Linked DNA regions of Dromaius novaehollandiae: region 2 is linked to region 1. A link is a contact called in public Hi-C data. All regions are on one chromosome and are shown on one strand. The core of a region is the stretch at or near the end of the contact, and the rest is flanking DNA. Distances in the headings are between cores, read along the strand shown.

The links. Hi-C and Micro-C count contacts between places; a contact is called where the count stands out from the background.
Region 2: a contact with region 1 is called in a Hi-C map of brain, with 2.9 times the contacts expected there. The contact joins the enhancer-like site here to the promoter of ITGA9 in region 1. A contact is called at or near these places in 2 of 4 Hi-C or Micro-C datasets (brain and ovary).

What each region holds. Positions count from the first base shown.
Region 1 is chr2:52,919,123-52,926,856 of bDroNov1.hap1, reverse strand. ITGA9 (integrin subunit alpha 9) reads right to left here and starts at 4,247. Exons shown (of 28, transcript XM_026100784.2): 1 at 3,893-4,247. The coding sequence starts at 4,050.
Region 2 is chr2:53,150,580-53,158,313 of bDroNov1.hap1, reverse strand. ITGA9 (integrin subunit alpha 9) reads right to left here. Exons shown (of 28, transcript XM_026100784.2): 28 at 4,842-7,734. Among named protein-coding and RNA genes, the nearest start is that of NEUROD6, 71 kb to the left of the region's middle. Within about 2 kb of position 3,938, at least 2 of the 2 cell types and tissues checked have open chromatin away from gene starts, as enhancers often do.

The DNA of each region.
Region 1 (7,734 bases), core at 2,998-5,497:
AAAGAGCAGGACACAAGGAGTGAAGCAACAACCCAAAACCAGACTCATTCCCTATTGTAGCAATTGCAGCAGGATGCCACGGAACTAAACTGACTCCATCACCCTTTTGTGTCAGACCAAGCTGCCAGAAAGGATAAAGTTATGACCATTGATTGTGGGTTGGGGGCAGGGCTGGGGGGGGGGGGGGGGCAAGAGGAGGAAGGGGAGATATAAAATAACACCATATTGGGGAGGAAAAAAAAATTAGAGAGATGTCACATTAACATTTTTATTAAGGCAAAATCGACTTTTGTTTCTTTCTTATTAAACAGTCTCTAAAGGAAAGCAGGGAAAGCAACATTCTTGGTTGATTTGGGGATCTTTGCCCCAAGCATCTGAATTATATCCAGAGAACAGAAGCACTTCTGCTTGTCTGTGGTCCAAATGCAAGCAACCACCTGGTTGCTTACTGTACTGAAAATTGCAATTTCAGGGAGACAGGCAAATCTTTCAAGATTTTCACTCACCAAATCTGCTTAAGGAAGGAAAACAAGAGACATTGTTAGAAAAACAATACGCTCAGCACATCTGCAGATGAGACTAAAATCATGTAAAAACAGCTCCTAAAAAGGAAGCATCATTGCAATTAACTATTTCAGGTTGAAGGCACTAACCTATTCCACTACTGTCGTAGAGGCTGAATACCCTGTCCCACTATAACTTCTGTCTAGGGCTGTGTAGCAGCCTGACTATTCATATTTGCCTGAGATAACATTTCCAATGAAATCTCTGCCCTTCTTTCCTCCTGCAAGAGTATTTGGCTCATATAAATCTTCCAGAGCCATCAAACCCTGAATTGGTTTACTGAAAACCTGCAGGCTTATTGCAGATAATACAAACAGGTGCTTTTGGGGTGTCAGAAAAAGAATGACTGAAACATTGAAGTTCAAGAGCTGCCCATTCCAGGTATCATTTTAATGTAAAGCAATGACATGTATATATTAGCACATGAAAAGCCTACTGAGAAGGCTGAGGACACATTTCAACTAAGATGCTCTCATGATCGGAAATGCATCAGGTAGGTGAAGGAATACTGGGCCCTTGGGCTATGAAAAGTAAGAAATACAGAACTATCACAACAACAATCTCCAATGATTGAGAGCATATTAACAGATTAAATAATTTTAGAGAGACAATAGCCCTTTCAGCCTTTGATATTACCTATCACACTTACACAGGTTCACATAGCACAGCTCACCAAGCAAGCCACATATACCCAAAGCACAGTGGTACAAAGTTAACTTAGGTATCTTCCCAGAGTAGTGCGTAGGCCAAACAGACATAAGAAACTGAAATCTTCACTCCTCTCTGGGTAAAGAGAAACTACGAAGCAAAGAACAAAAATGATGCAGAAAACAAACAATAATCTTGTGCTATTAATAGGTGCTATTTGCTACAATGACATGAAAAGGTAAAAACATTTTTATTGCATATATAATAGATTTCACACCTCCACTAGAATTTCCTATTTTGAAAGATTAAAAAACATCATCTGGTAACTCTGCCAGCCAGTCAGGGGAATAGCTGCATAGCTTTGCACACAACAGCTTCACACAAGAGAACTGACAAATCCGAAAACTGTCATCACTCCTACTAACCATTTCCCCTCTATGCTCATGCATTAAAAAAACTGGACTTGTATTTTGTATTTGAGTAACCTGTAATCACTTTAAGCTGGAAAGTAAAGAGACTTTTAAGCCCCAAAGTGATATCTGTAGGAAGAAATAATATTCTGTACAGCACAAAGATGTTTTTTTAAAATAGTGGCATATAATACTGCAAGCCTTTATCTCCCAGTCAAAGGAAGTGGACACAGCTAAAGGCACGTTCAGACCACCAAAGGACTGAACCCTTGTAGTTAAAAAAAAAAAAAAAAAAAAAAAAAAAAAAAAAAAGAACCAAAACCCACACGACCGCACTGCACTCAGAATATGCCCATCCATATGACATCTTCAGAAAACTTAAAGACTTCATACACTTCTAAGAGTGAAGAAATTCATTGCTGTCCCTCAACCTTTAGAAGATATGCCTATATTAAGGGCACAGTTACACACAGTAAACCAAAGTCAAGGAGAATGTCCTTGTTGTCACCTCTGTCAGGCACAGGACTTTGAGGCCTCTGTGAAAACAAGTTCTCCTCCTTCCACGATGGAAAGAGAAGTTCTGCAGTCTGTGGTGACAATCGCACCCTCGAGACTTTTGGCAACCTAACCCAGTGCCGATGCTGGCCATATTCAGGGGCTGCTAACCCTATCCGAACAGCTAACTTTGCTTTAAAAAAAGTTTGCGATTTTGGATACTTTTTATTGCCAAGTGTCACAGCTCAATTGTTGTGAAGATCCTCCATTTTCATAAAGCTGGAGGGAAATACATCTGAGTATCAGACTTTCAGATGTCTGCCTTCAGACGGGCACCCAACATTTATCCCTTGCGGAGCTTCCCAAACAAAGTCTGTCCAAAAATTACACTGGCAGGCACTGTCTATAGACAACCCCATGTTATCAATCAGAATATAACCAGCCACACAAAGAAGAGCAACAAATTATATCGTTTGCATCTCATCATATCCCACTAGACTGGCGCTTCATCCACACCATTGTGAACCCCCAGTAATTTGGGTCGAATACAAGTGACTTCCAACCTTTTTATCCTTTGTTGGTTTCTGCAATAAGTTAAGCATTGCTTTCAACTGAGAGCTTTTTTTTTTTTGAGAGCGCCTTTTTTCCCCTCTATGATGCCCTCTTATGATAAGCCCTCAATAATGAATGCTTCATGAACGCCACTATGCAGAAAGGCGAAGCATACAACTACTTGTGAATTGAAGGGTGTGAAAGAAATTCATTTTAAAGAACTGGACGCCAGTATGAATACATTTATTTATATCACAGAGCACTACAGTTCCAACATCAACAGCTGAGTAATCGGGCCATATCTAAGTGTAAAAGATAAAGACAAGCTTTGTGGACGTTTATTGGCAGTAGTGGCTCCTACTCACATTAAAAGTGCACCAGATGACATCAGCTAGGTCCAATTAAGAGAAATCAGTTTTTAATTCTAACAAAGAGCCTCTGACCCAGACAAGAGAGAGACAGAGCATGTTCCAAGGCTCTTTTCAGTCAACAGGAAAAACAAGCAGCTTGCCAGTTTGCATAATTTTTTGAGATGTACAAAAACTATATCATCGTTCACTACTCAATAATAATAATTTAAAAAAAAAACAAAAAACAAAAAACTCCCGCAGAGGGACCGCAGAAGTCCCTCTCTCCCCGCAGGCACGCACAGGGGACCAGTGCCGCCTGGCTTGGAAGCGGCTCTCCAGCCACCAAAGGTATAATTTCTCCACTGCAGCCCAGCGCAGAGACCTCCTCTGTGCGCAGAGCAGCGCTGTCAGTGCTAAACATACTGCTCCCGCCGGAGGTTACTGCAACTAAACATCTTCTCATTCCGCACGACATGACCCATCACGTTTCGTATCACACGCACTTTCTGTCAGGCTGATGAGCGGCTGAGTTTGTCCCGCAACGGCGCGCGCTGCACAAAGGACCCAGCCGAAACGCAGCGCACCCCGGCACCGCCGGGGCCGGGGCCGCGCTGCCTCCCGCCGGCTCGCTGCCCGCCGCGGACGGCTCCGCGCTAAGCTCGAGGGAAGCCCGCGCGCACCTGCGCGGACACGCGTGGGAGCCGCCGCCCCGCGGGCACCCTCAGCCCCTGCCCACGGGCAGCGGCGCCGCTTCGGGTGCGGACTCGCGTTAGGGGCTGCGCGCCGCGCAGCACACCGGGGGCAGCTCCCCTCCTTGTGCCCCACCGCCCGCTCCGCGCTGCCCCCGCGGGAAGGGGGGACCGCGCCACTCACCACCGCGTGCTGTCGTGGAAGTGCTGCAGCACCGAGTACCCGAAGAAGGAGCCGTTGGGGCCCTGGTACACCACGGGCCGGGCCACGTCCACGTTGTAGCAGCGCGCCAGGGCCACCGCCAGCAGCGCCCCCAGCACCCGCGCCCAGCTGCGCGGCATCCTGCGAGCCCGACGCGGGGGGGAAGCGGAGCCACGGCCCGCCGAGCCGGCGCTGCTCTCCCTCGCAGGCGGCGCGGCCCCGCGCTTTTGTGCCCGCCCCGTGGCGCGGCGCGGCTCGGCCCGTCCCGCCTCGGCTGCGCCCCGCGCCGCGCCGCGCGGCCACTGCGCGCTCCGCCCGGCGCCGCCGGCGCTGCGGCGTCCCCTGGCGGCCGCGGGCGGCGCCGCCTCGGCTGCGGCGGCGGCGGTGGCCTGGGGCGATGCCGCGCGGGTCGCTGCGGGGGCTGCGGCCCCGGGGGCGCTCAGCGCCGGTGCCGGGCACGTCCCGGGGGCAAGCAGCCGTGCGGGCGTTTATGAGAGTGATAGAAACAGGATTTTTTTTTCTACTCTCAAAAAAAAAAAAAGAAAAGAGACCCACATTTTCTGACACAAGCCCCTCAGGCCTGGGGAAGCAGCAGCAAGCAGCGTGGCTGGATACGAGCTGGAAATAGCTGCTCCCCTGTTTTAATAGCCAGACTATCTGAGAGCAGCAGTAATCAGATCTCTGTGCAACAGAAGCTGAGCGAGGGCAAAGGGAGACAGTGTGCCTCTCCCATGGGTGAGAGACAGGTCACACATGTAATAGTGGTGGGGAGGGGAGAAGTTACGTGCTGCAATACTCACACAGCCCGGGTTTTTATTATTCAGTAAAGTTACACGTTCTAGTTCAGGATCCTTGTTAAAGTGTTTTTTAGATCCCCCTTGAGGATCAAGACTGGGAGGTCAGAGGAGAAACATTCCCTCAGACATAACTGGGAGTTGCATTGCTTGCTGTTAGCACCCGTTTTGGCTATTGAATTTCATGCGCTCCTCTCATCCAGGAGAAGGTGCACTGGGAGAAATATGTTAAATTTTGGGAAACGCCAAAGTATAGGATCCAGGAATTTCGATAGCGTAGGAATTGCTTCTCCTGGCAAGCAATGGGAGATGCATGGACAAGACCAGTGCTTGTTGCTAAGGCCCATTCGGGGTCCCTTTGGCACCTGGTGGTTTGCAGGGAATTGACCATGAACTATTCGAAAGTTGGTGTAGGAAAACTGTGTTGAAGGTAGGATCCTCTTTCAGCATGGGAAGGTCTCAGCAGAAGTTTAATGAAGTTTTAATTTTCTGTAAAGGTTCTGTGCCGAGAACGACCAGCAGGAACCATGCTCAGCGAGGAGGGAACTTTTGTGCTAAACTGTTTCACAGCATCGACATGGCTTTTTCAGAAGTGTAATGGGTTTCTCCAGGGAAGCATCCTTGTCGGGTAATAGCCATCTCCAGTTGGTAAGCACTGCACTTGAGCATCGTCCTCAGAGCAAGTGCCCCAGTGCCTAGGGATCTGGCTGCCTGACAGCCGTCTCAGTGTGTTTAGGATGGTGATTACTGGTGTCCTGTACCATACTTGGTTGGTCAATTTTATAATCACATTCGATTTTATATATAGATATGCATATATATGCTTGTTGCGGTTTGGAAACTGCCATTTTTCACGTTGACCGTGATGCTGGAAAGTAGACATTAGTCTATTCCAGGGACAAGTTTAATAGAGAAGTAATAATTATAGATTTGTGGTGAAAAAAAAATCAGTGGAGGAATGGAAGTTTCCAATCAATAACGTATTTTCTATTTGCTACATAAAGCTTGGTTGTATAGTTATTTAAAGCTCTTGTTTAAGTGGCTTGTGAAAAGGCTGGGTTTCTCTGAGTCATCAGTTATTGGAGGTAAAGCTGTTGTGAATGCTGATGCAATGACTGGGCAGCATGTCATCCTTAAAAGATGAGTTGGACTAATGAAAGGTATGTCCTCCTTCCACAAACCTTGTCTCTAGCTTACTATAACTCCCGCAACACTGCCAGCATCACACGAGAGATTTGCTTCAAAACCAGGCTGAGCTGGGCAACACTAGCCTAGCCCACACTAGAACTAGCCTTGTCCATTTGTTACACTTCTGACAATTTTACACATTAAGTTCATATCTACACGCAGTTCTGCCTCCGTGTGTGTAGGCATATACACATAAATGTGTCTGGAGTTAAACAGATGTAAGCAGTGAATGTTTTCCAGTATTAACTGTAATTGACAGAGTAGTTAATATCAAATAAAACAGAAAAATCACTTATCAATAATTTCAACCTTTAGTGTACAATACAATTGAAAGAATTGATTTACTCATTAGAGCACCAAATGAAAACAACAAGCCATTTACATCATATTAGCAGCAATATTTAAAACATTTAATGAACAGATTTTCACAGGAGTTTTACAACTGTGTAAACAATATGGATAAATGTAATCCGGTTTAGGCAGAAAGTCAATAGGCAGTGATTAAGCAAATTCCACCCGTGACATGCAATCCCATTAGCAATACCAAGCCAAATTCTCCACATTTTGAAGCAAGAAATGGATGGGGCTTTTCAATTAATTACCCAAAGTACTGAATGATGCTAGACAGCTCTCCAATGCAATTAAAGGAAACGTGAGCTGACGCGCTGGAGAGAACGATGGGTTCATTCCTCTTCACAGGGAAGAGGGAAGCAAAGTGGCCGGATTAGGTGAATGAAACACTTGTCTCTCACATTGCAGAGTGCTCTCAGGAGGACTTATTTCAACTCGAAGTGATACAATACGGAAGTGTGTCAGTCCATAAGAAATTTTAGCTCTCTGTTCTTGGCAAGGAAGAGTATGCAGAGAAAGGCTTGGAACACTGTAATTCCATCCATTTCTTTTTTTCTTGTGTGCATCCAAATACTCAAGTCATCTCACAACATTTAATCCAGTGGGAATTTTGTCAGTCAGAGCAGAAACAGAAAGTGCGTGTCCAGAACTTTTGGGTTTATCTGATAAAATCCTGGCATGCACTGGAAAAAGCATCCAACTGCAACTGCAAGTATAATAATAATAATATGCTTTTAAATCATTATGATGGTAAAAATAAAGACGAAGAAAAAGGACTAATAAATTAAATCATATGCTAACCCTTTGTTAAGGAATGATGCAAACTAGGATTAGCTATATCTGCATTTCCATATACCAATTGTATCTGCTTAAACCTTGATGTTTGCGCTAAGGAGGCTATATGCCTGTGTAACATCAGTAATTTGTAGTTTACACTCATCTATATTAATTAAGCACTTTACCAGAATTTAACATGCTGCATTTTGGCAGAGCTCAGGCTCCAGATTATATTTTGAATTGGAGGAGTTACTGTAAATTGAGGACCTTCAGTGAAAAAGCACCCATGACAATACTTTATAATTAATAACTTCAGTTGTAGAGGTAAGGAAAAAACAACACTATAATGTTCTGACTAAGCAAATAGAAAGAAAACAAATGCCTGGTGTCTGCATTATTTATAGAATCAATCATGTATAGACCTGGCTCATCAAGACCGAGTATTAACAGATAGTTCCCCTCCTGGAGATTTCACCTCCCAAAAAGCTACCTCTCACATGATTTTTTATAATTTGTTCCTAAATTGTACACATTGTACTCAATATGTACTCAAATGCACTTGTTTTCCTTATTTTAACCAATACTTCACTTAATTTTAGGACACTGCTTTCTGGCGTTGCTCTTCCTTGCAACGATTAGCAGTTACGTCAACGTACCGTAGTGGTGTTCCCATGGTATTATCGCGGCTGAGGTTTTACTGTCTATCGCCAATCA
Region 2 (7,734 bases), core at 2,689-5,188, 230 kb before region 1:
AAAACATGCACCCAGCCCCTTCATTATCAGCTATAATTGACAACTCGACGATCTCAGAGCAGACCTTTCTGACCATACAACTTTGCTGTAAGTAATTGGGCAGTAATTAATGGTGCTTTAAGTGCATTTTATCTTAGAAGCTCGAGTTTTTTTATTTCTGTTTTTACAACACGTTTGTTTGATGACAAGGAAAGACTCCAAGAATAAATAAGAACAATAGGTTTTCTGGTCATGTAGCGCACAGTCAGCACTAGCTGGAAATCTTCGGATGAAAATATCAGTTCTTTGAAATCAATCTGCTTTATGCATATGTATCGGTTTCAGTTAACTTCTGCCAAAACACAGCCAAAGTCTCCCATGGGGAATAGTGTTGATTCCCTTCGAGCTCACCTAAGAGCAGAAGGTGTCAGATTCCGAAGACTGACAGCTCGAGGCACAGCCAATCTCACTGTCTCAGTACAACCTTATCCTCCGTGGGGACATGTAAACCACATGTCCAGACTCCACAGAAAGGTAAGTTAAAAGCTCTTGAGAAAGGTTGTTTGTGCTTACAACTTTCAGAGTTCAATGTCCCTTGTAGTTCACAACATCTCACAGGGAGCTGGCAACCTCCGTATAGCCAGGGGTACAGTACAAAGCATTGGACAAGGCATCTGACACCTCATCTAGAAAATGGTGTCTTGTTCTGGTCACCCATATTCAAGAAAGGTGAACTTCCAACAGGAAGGAAAGAAAGGAACTATTTAAGTTAAAAGACTATGTTGGCATGAGAACAAATTGGGATGAAAATGACCATTAATAAAACCATGAAAGTGAAGTGCTAGACTAGTCTTTCAGCAAGAATAATAAGGGAAAGAAATTTAACTGGTTCAACTGGAGCTTGTTCAGTTACTTTGTGAAAGGAAATATATGAAGTAGTTGCCAATGAAAATAGAAGACCAGACTTGAGGACCTTCCAAGCCCATGCTCCTAACTGCCTTTCAGAATTTCCAAACAAAATGTTTACATTATTCTGAAGGGCTTTGGCAGGATTGGTCTTTTTTTTAAGGTTTGTCCACTTCCACAAGGTTCGGTCATATACATCTGTGTATACATATATATACATACATTTATATATATATAAACACAAACTTCCTCCCAAAGAGCACAGCTTTTTTTTATCCACAGAATGGATACTCCACCTTTCAATTCATTACCTCAGACTTCACATTCATTAGTGTGAACAGGTGAATTAGTGACAGGGTGTAGTTTAACCTGGATGATAGGTTAGTACCCTGTATAACCTCCTGCAGGCCTTGAGCTCCGTACCGTTCCAGCATTTCATCAGCTGTCGTACTGCACAGAAGTACTGAGCATTTCTGGATTAGGCTTACACTGGGCACCTATGCTAGGCAGTGCAAACTAGGACATTCCGACATATCAGTACTGGAACTACAGGTTTGCAGGCAACAGTCATACCTTCTATTAGATCTACTGATATACTTGGGAAAACTGACAAGTTTTCAGAAGGACAAATCTTTCTTCAGGTCTGAAACAGAAACAATGTATTTCAAGGTAAGTGCAAGTTAGGAAAAATTGTTTAAAGTTAAGTTAGCCTTGCCATTCAGAGAAGTTGAGAGAAAAGGGTAATTTACACTTGTGAAGCTCAGAAGAGGTAAGGTGAAAAAGTCAGTAGTTTCTATAGGACAGAGAGAGGGAGAATGGGACAAGCACTGTTGAGCAAGCAGTAGAGCATGAGACAAGGTAACTGCAGGGTGACACATGCCACCTGCTGAAGGTGACACATGGGTCTCCCCTTTGATGAAGGTCATGCCATGGACATAGTCTTGACCTAGGAAACAGGCAACCCTCTGCCTTTATGCACACAAGCAATGACTTTACTTTCTGACACTGTTAAGATGCAGTCTCGCTTCTCCCATACCCTGAAAATTAAAATGGGGAAAAAGTATTTTACCCTAATTCTGTCATCTCGCATCAAAGCCTACATATAAACTCCGTAAGTTTAACATTGAGCAAGTGTTCTGACCAAATAAACACTTTATTGCCAGCTTCCTATTCTATGCCATTCTCCTAAAATCAACACAGTAAAATCTGTTTAAACATATAGTAGGAATTTCAGCCGTCAGCCTGATTATTCAACTTAAAGATAAGGGGCAGATTGTGTTCAGTTTTCAAATGCCCCATCTCCATGGAGAATCTGGTGTAGGACAAGTTATATTTTCTCCCTGAAGTGCTCTCTTTGCTGAATAAAGTGATCACTATTTTACTATTCCTTTTCTCTTTCCAAATACAGCACAGAGCAGCATCATTAGGATTGAATTATGCAGCTCTCAGATAGCAAACCCAGAGGAATACTATTTAAATGACAGAAATTACTGTACATTACCACTTATGCAGATTAGTGCAAAGCTTGTCTCATGATGTGTGTCCTTCAGCTTCAAGGGAGCCTGTTTGAGTCTCTTCCCATTTGCGATGGTATAAATCTAGAATAATTTCATGAAAATCAATATATTATATCTGAATACATGTCTTCAGCAGGGAACTCTCTGCTCAGGGTTACTACTTCATTAATTTCTGATTCTTTACAGCTGTTGAACTGCTGGTTAACCTAGCAAAACATTGCACATACAGAAGTTCAGGCATTCAAATGACACAAACTACATTAAAAGCGAAGAAGAAATGAACTGGAAATTCATGAATCAGTCCTTTCAGACTGTCACGGGAAATTATAGCATGGCTAAGACATGAAAAAATAATTTCCACTGCTCTTTTGTTAGGATGATTCATTTCCCCACTATCAAGCTTTGCTCCTGTCAAAACTGCTCGCAGATAAAAATCTCCATTTGCACCCATTTAAAATACTAAAACCTTGGACATGCAGAAGTGAGCAGCCATATGACTTGAAATCCATTTGCACATCTGAGTCATCACAGAGTAGGTGCTTTTGTTATATTTTAATTCTGGTAGTGAGCCAGCTGGGGCCTGAGGAACATGGTAGGATTTACTTTGCATCTCTAATGACTCCACAACACTCTCCTTTGCCATTCTGGCACTCAGTCTGGTGTGATATGAGCACTCAAAATTTTAATCAAAAGCAAAACACCCTACCCAGGACTACTCCAGTCATTATACACTCTGCTAGACCCAAAAGGTGTGAGTAAAAGCCACTTTTCTCCTCAACGAATATATAAGTATTTAAATAGAGAAGATCTTAGCCCACTGAGTCTACTGCCCAGAAGCAGGCCAGTGGCCAGCACACTAAGGTGAAACATCAGACCCACCTCCAGTCCCTGACCTGAGCCAGGCTGAGCAGCGTGCTAACGAATGAGCTTTTCTCCCCAGGTGAGAGAACATTCTTTTCCTTTAGTTTTTGTCTAGTTTTTGTCTTCTTGGTGAAACTGGCAGGAATAAATCTGCAAAAAATTCAAGGTTTGAAACATTACTGTTTTCTAAAGAAAAGCCATTTTGTCATAAAACTCCTACGTGGTTCTTAAAAGTCACTACGATCAAAAGCAGCACACAAAATAAAGCACTTCAGATTGCCGTTCTTCGCTCATTTAAAAGCAAAAGCGAGCGCGCGAGAGAAACCCACAGAGGGCAGTAATACATCATAATTCTCCTCCCCAAGAAGCGAAACCCCTTGCTTGGCTTTACAAACAAACTGGCTTGCATGGTAACAGAAAGGTATTAGTACATCCAAACGCTTCTGGTTATTATTTTAGCTGCTGCCTCCCTAAAGCTTCCACCAATCTTCCAAAGCAAACCCTGCACCGCATTCCTTTCTGCGGGATCCTCCTCCTACCCCCGGTCCCCGGCAATGTTTTCTTTCCCCTGAAGAAAGCCTTCCTGACTGAGAACATTTGTTTTCACTTTGAAGGGTACTAGCTACATGCCACGATCCAGACCTGCTTGGAGCACTCGTAATGCCTTTGGCCTTGAGGGACATGAAGCCGTGGTCTTTCACCAATAAAAATGTGCTTCGAGTCACAGCTTACATCTTAACTCTGTCTGCTTTGTTCCTAGGTATTTAGCTGCCAGCTTAACGCAAACAAAATGGAAGAGTCCATATAACTGGAGAACATTTATTCACCTGCATAGAGGGTCTCCACAAAAAGCAGGGAACTGAGCAGAATAAAAGGAAAGGGAGAGTCTGAAATTTCAGGTTATGTTTTAAAATGAAGGTTCAGGTCAGTTCATATTTTACTACAGAGATTTCACCCATCCTCAGAATTACGAGAAAACTTCGATGGAGCCTCTAACTGGCAGTAGAAATACAAAGAGAAAGGTGACAACAATAGAAATAAATCAGCTTTTTTACTGCTCCAAACTAGTTTCTGCTCACTTTGACAAAGTGTGGGGATGTACGGAGCTGAAGAAAATCTTGCAGATATATTATTTAGCTATCCATGAAATATAAACCCATGTAGAAAAAAGATATATGGAGCTGAAAAATTTCACTTTCATCCAAATTCATACCAGACTGAAAGAGAACTCAAACAAGTTATGCAGGTTGACAGTCTTACCTTATGGCAATATCACCACCATATGGGGTTTTATTTGGTGTGATAGTGTAATATTGTGAAATAGAAATAATTTCCACTGCAATTATTTTATTTCCATGGATTTACAATATTGTACTCAAGTTAGTTATATTCTTAGTCTCCAAATATCTTAGTTTTATACAGGTTGCAGAATTATGATAAAAGACATCCATTACCCACAGAGAGATAAACACATGCACATACCATTTAATTCAAACACAAATGAAAAAATGTCTCACCCCCAAAACTGAAAAATATTTGAGCTGGACAAGGACAGTAAGTGACAAAACGATATTAGGATAATTTCGCAGCCACTTTTTATTCAAAACACTTGTATCTTTGTAAACTTGACATTTCCAAAACAGTGCAAGTGAATTAGAATACAGGTGACGTCAATAAGCGTGAACACATTCTTCCAACCACAAGTTCACAAAAAGAAACATATAATTTTACAATACATAAGGAGTGACATTCTAAGAAAAAGGAGTGACAATGATGTGGGTATCCTACTGCATATGCAAACCATGCTCCAAAAGCAATTGCAGTCTTCATGCCAGTTTAATCAATGTACACTAAATGAACTAAATCCTACTTTCACTTATATCGAAGAAACCTTAGCAAGAGCATGAATCTCGATGAAGGTAGGAATTAGTTCTATGATTCCCTTAATCCCTTAGTGAAAGCAATGTTATATATACTCATGTCACTTGGATACTATGCTTGAAACTCGTGCAAGACTCCAAAATGTGCCCATAAACAGAAAACATTCAAGAAAGTCAATACTAAATATTTTCAAACACAATCTTTGTGCAACTGTTGCTTTCAGCAATCCAAATTACCTACACATCACTGGCTTGTACAGGGAGTCCCGCCTATTCATGTATCAAGGTAGAGAGGGTTATCTTAGCTGGTCAGCATCGCAAAAGACCTTTCCCACCTTGAGGTTAAGGGCATGTTGAAGCGGTTCATAGGCTTGGGGTTCACATCAAGCAGACTTGCTCTCTCAAATCACACAAGTGATTTCTGAGGTGGCTTCAGAGGCTGCTCCACTGAACCTGCACCTTACACAGTTTGCTGACTTCCTCATTATAATTGTATAAATTAAAAACTAGCTTTATTCAGAAAATCATCGCTGATGTTTCTGATAGTGGCCAAACACCAGAGAACAAGGACTTCCACCAGCTCTGCTGCACAACCCGTACAGCACAAAGGAATTAAAAGGCAGCTGGCAGACAGGAACTTCCAGGGCCCATAAGCATTTTCCAAAGTACTTTTGACGCAATTTCCAAAGTTCTGATACAATTAGATTTATTATGATTTTTTATTTAAAACCAGCAGATCCATAGCACAGCTATTTGCTACACGTTCTTGAAGTATATTACATTTTCGTAAGAATTCTGGGAGTAGAAACTGATGGCAAGCAACTGGTCTTAGTGAGTTTTTTTGTTTGGCTTGTTTTTTTCTTTCTTTTTTTAAGGAGGGGAAAGGAGAACTTACAGGTTTATAATACTGTGTATTGGTATGTGGTCTGACTATCCTAACTGGAACTAAGCAAGAGGTCACAATGGAATCTGCCAAAAAAAAAGAAGAAAATTATGAAGAGTAAGAATACATATAAAAACAAAAGTATCTGTGGCAACAGAACTACTAAGTACCTGACAGTCATGACACTAAGAACTTATGGACTATTTCAGAAATCTGTCACTACTCTATCTGATGACTTGATTTTCACTGAGTGAGGACTTGTGCTGGATGAATAATAGATATATCAACTCAGAGAACACAAAAATCCAGCTTGGGTTCACTCAAATGGTATTTTTTTTTTACTTTAATGAAATGACAAAAACTTCTTTTGTCTTGAGTCAAACAAATAATATGTGCTCAACCCAGTATGAAATGTTGAATGGCTAGTTCAGCTTTTAAAAATCTTTTCTTTATATATTTTTAAAAGATGTTTCAAATGAAAAGTTACAATTGTTTTCAAAAATATTGAAATGAAACATTTTTGGCATTTCTGAAACAAAATTTTTGTTTAAAAAAGTGGAAATGAGACATTTTAACAATTTCAATGGTATTTTCTCCTTTTTTTATTGAAACTTTCCAAATTCAGTTCAAATTCAGAAATAGTTTCATTTGTCCTCAAAATTATTTGGGGACAAATTTTACTTTTCAACTTTTACTTTTTAAAAGTAAGTACCTTTACTTTTTAAACAGTTTTTTGTTCAGTGACTGAAAATTACTGTTTTTAAATAAATGGACTCCTTTCTTTCTTTTCACTATATGCTTTAGCCAATTTCTTATATTTCATTTATATTTATGATGTAATTTTGTCTCTAACATCTATATGCCATTCTTAGGTATTTTTCAACAACAGCAGAAGTCGATACGTTAGGCCCAAATACTCCTAGCAAAACTAACTGAATTTAGATGAATTATACTAGAAGGAATTCAATATTTTATAATACAACAGTGCAATAAAAGACCATCAGCCTTTTGTTTTTGCACTCTTTGATGATGAAACTGCAGCCAACTACATATGGTTATAGCGGGATTTCTTCTTAGTACGTCTTTTCAGATTCTGGCTTAAATGATGACTTGCTATACCAGATCTGTCTTATTTATTCACTAGAGATTGTTTTAAGAAAGAAAATTGAATAGACTAATAGATTTTCCTTTCAAATCTTGAATCAATACTCTTCATTCACTTAAAAACTGTCTTCTGCCTAATGGGTGCAGATAGATAAGTTAATAAATATTAATCAATACTGTAGTAATAGAGGGCATTTAATGCCAGTGGGGGGGAAAAGAGCAAGCATGAATATGGACATGGTTAATTTTTTAAAATGTGAAGTTATAATGAATTTGCAAGGAAGAGCAAGGATAAGTAGATTTCTTGCATGTTCTCTGCATTCAGTTTTCAAACCTCCAGCAGTTCTTTTAGGTTACTCTTAATGAAAGAGACATCCTCCAGCCTTTTATTCCTGCTACTCCTTCATTTCCTATCATTGAGCCTGATCCTTCTTTCCTTCATATGGATTTTATACCAACAGGACCGTTATTCCTTGTTTACACAAGGTGTAAAGTAAAAATAGAATCTAAAACCAAGTCTTATAGCAGTTGCACTATTTCTGTTCAGAAACTCAAGAGCTTATTGAAGACACATGGTTAATTTAACTATAAGTGAGTTTCTTCC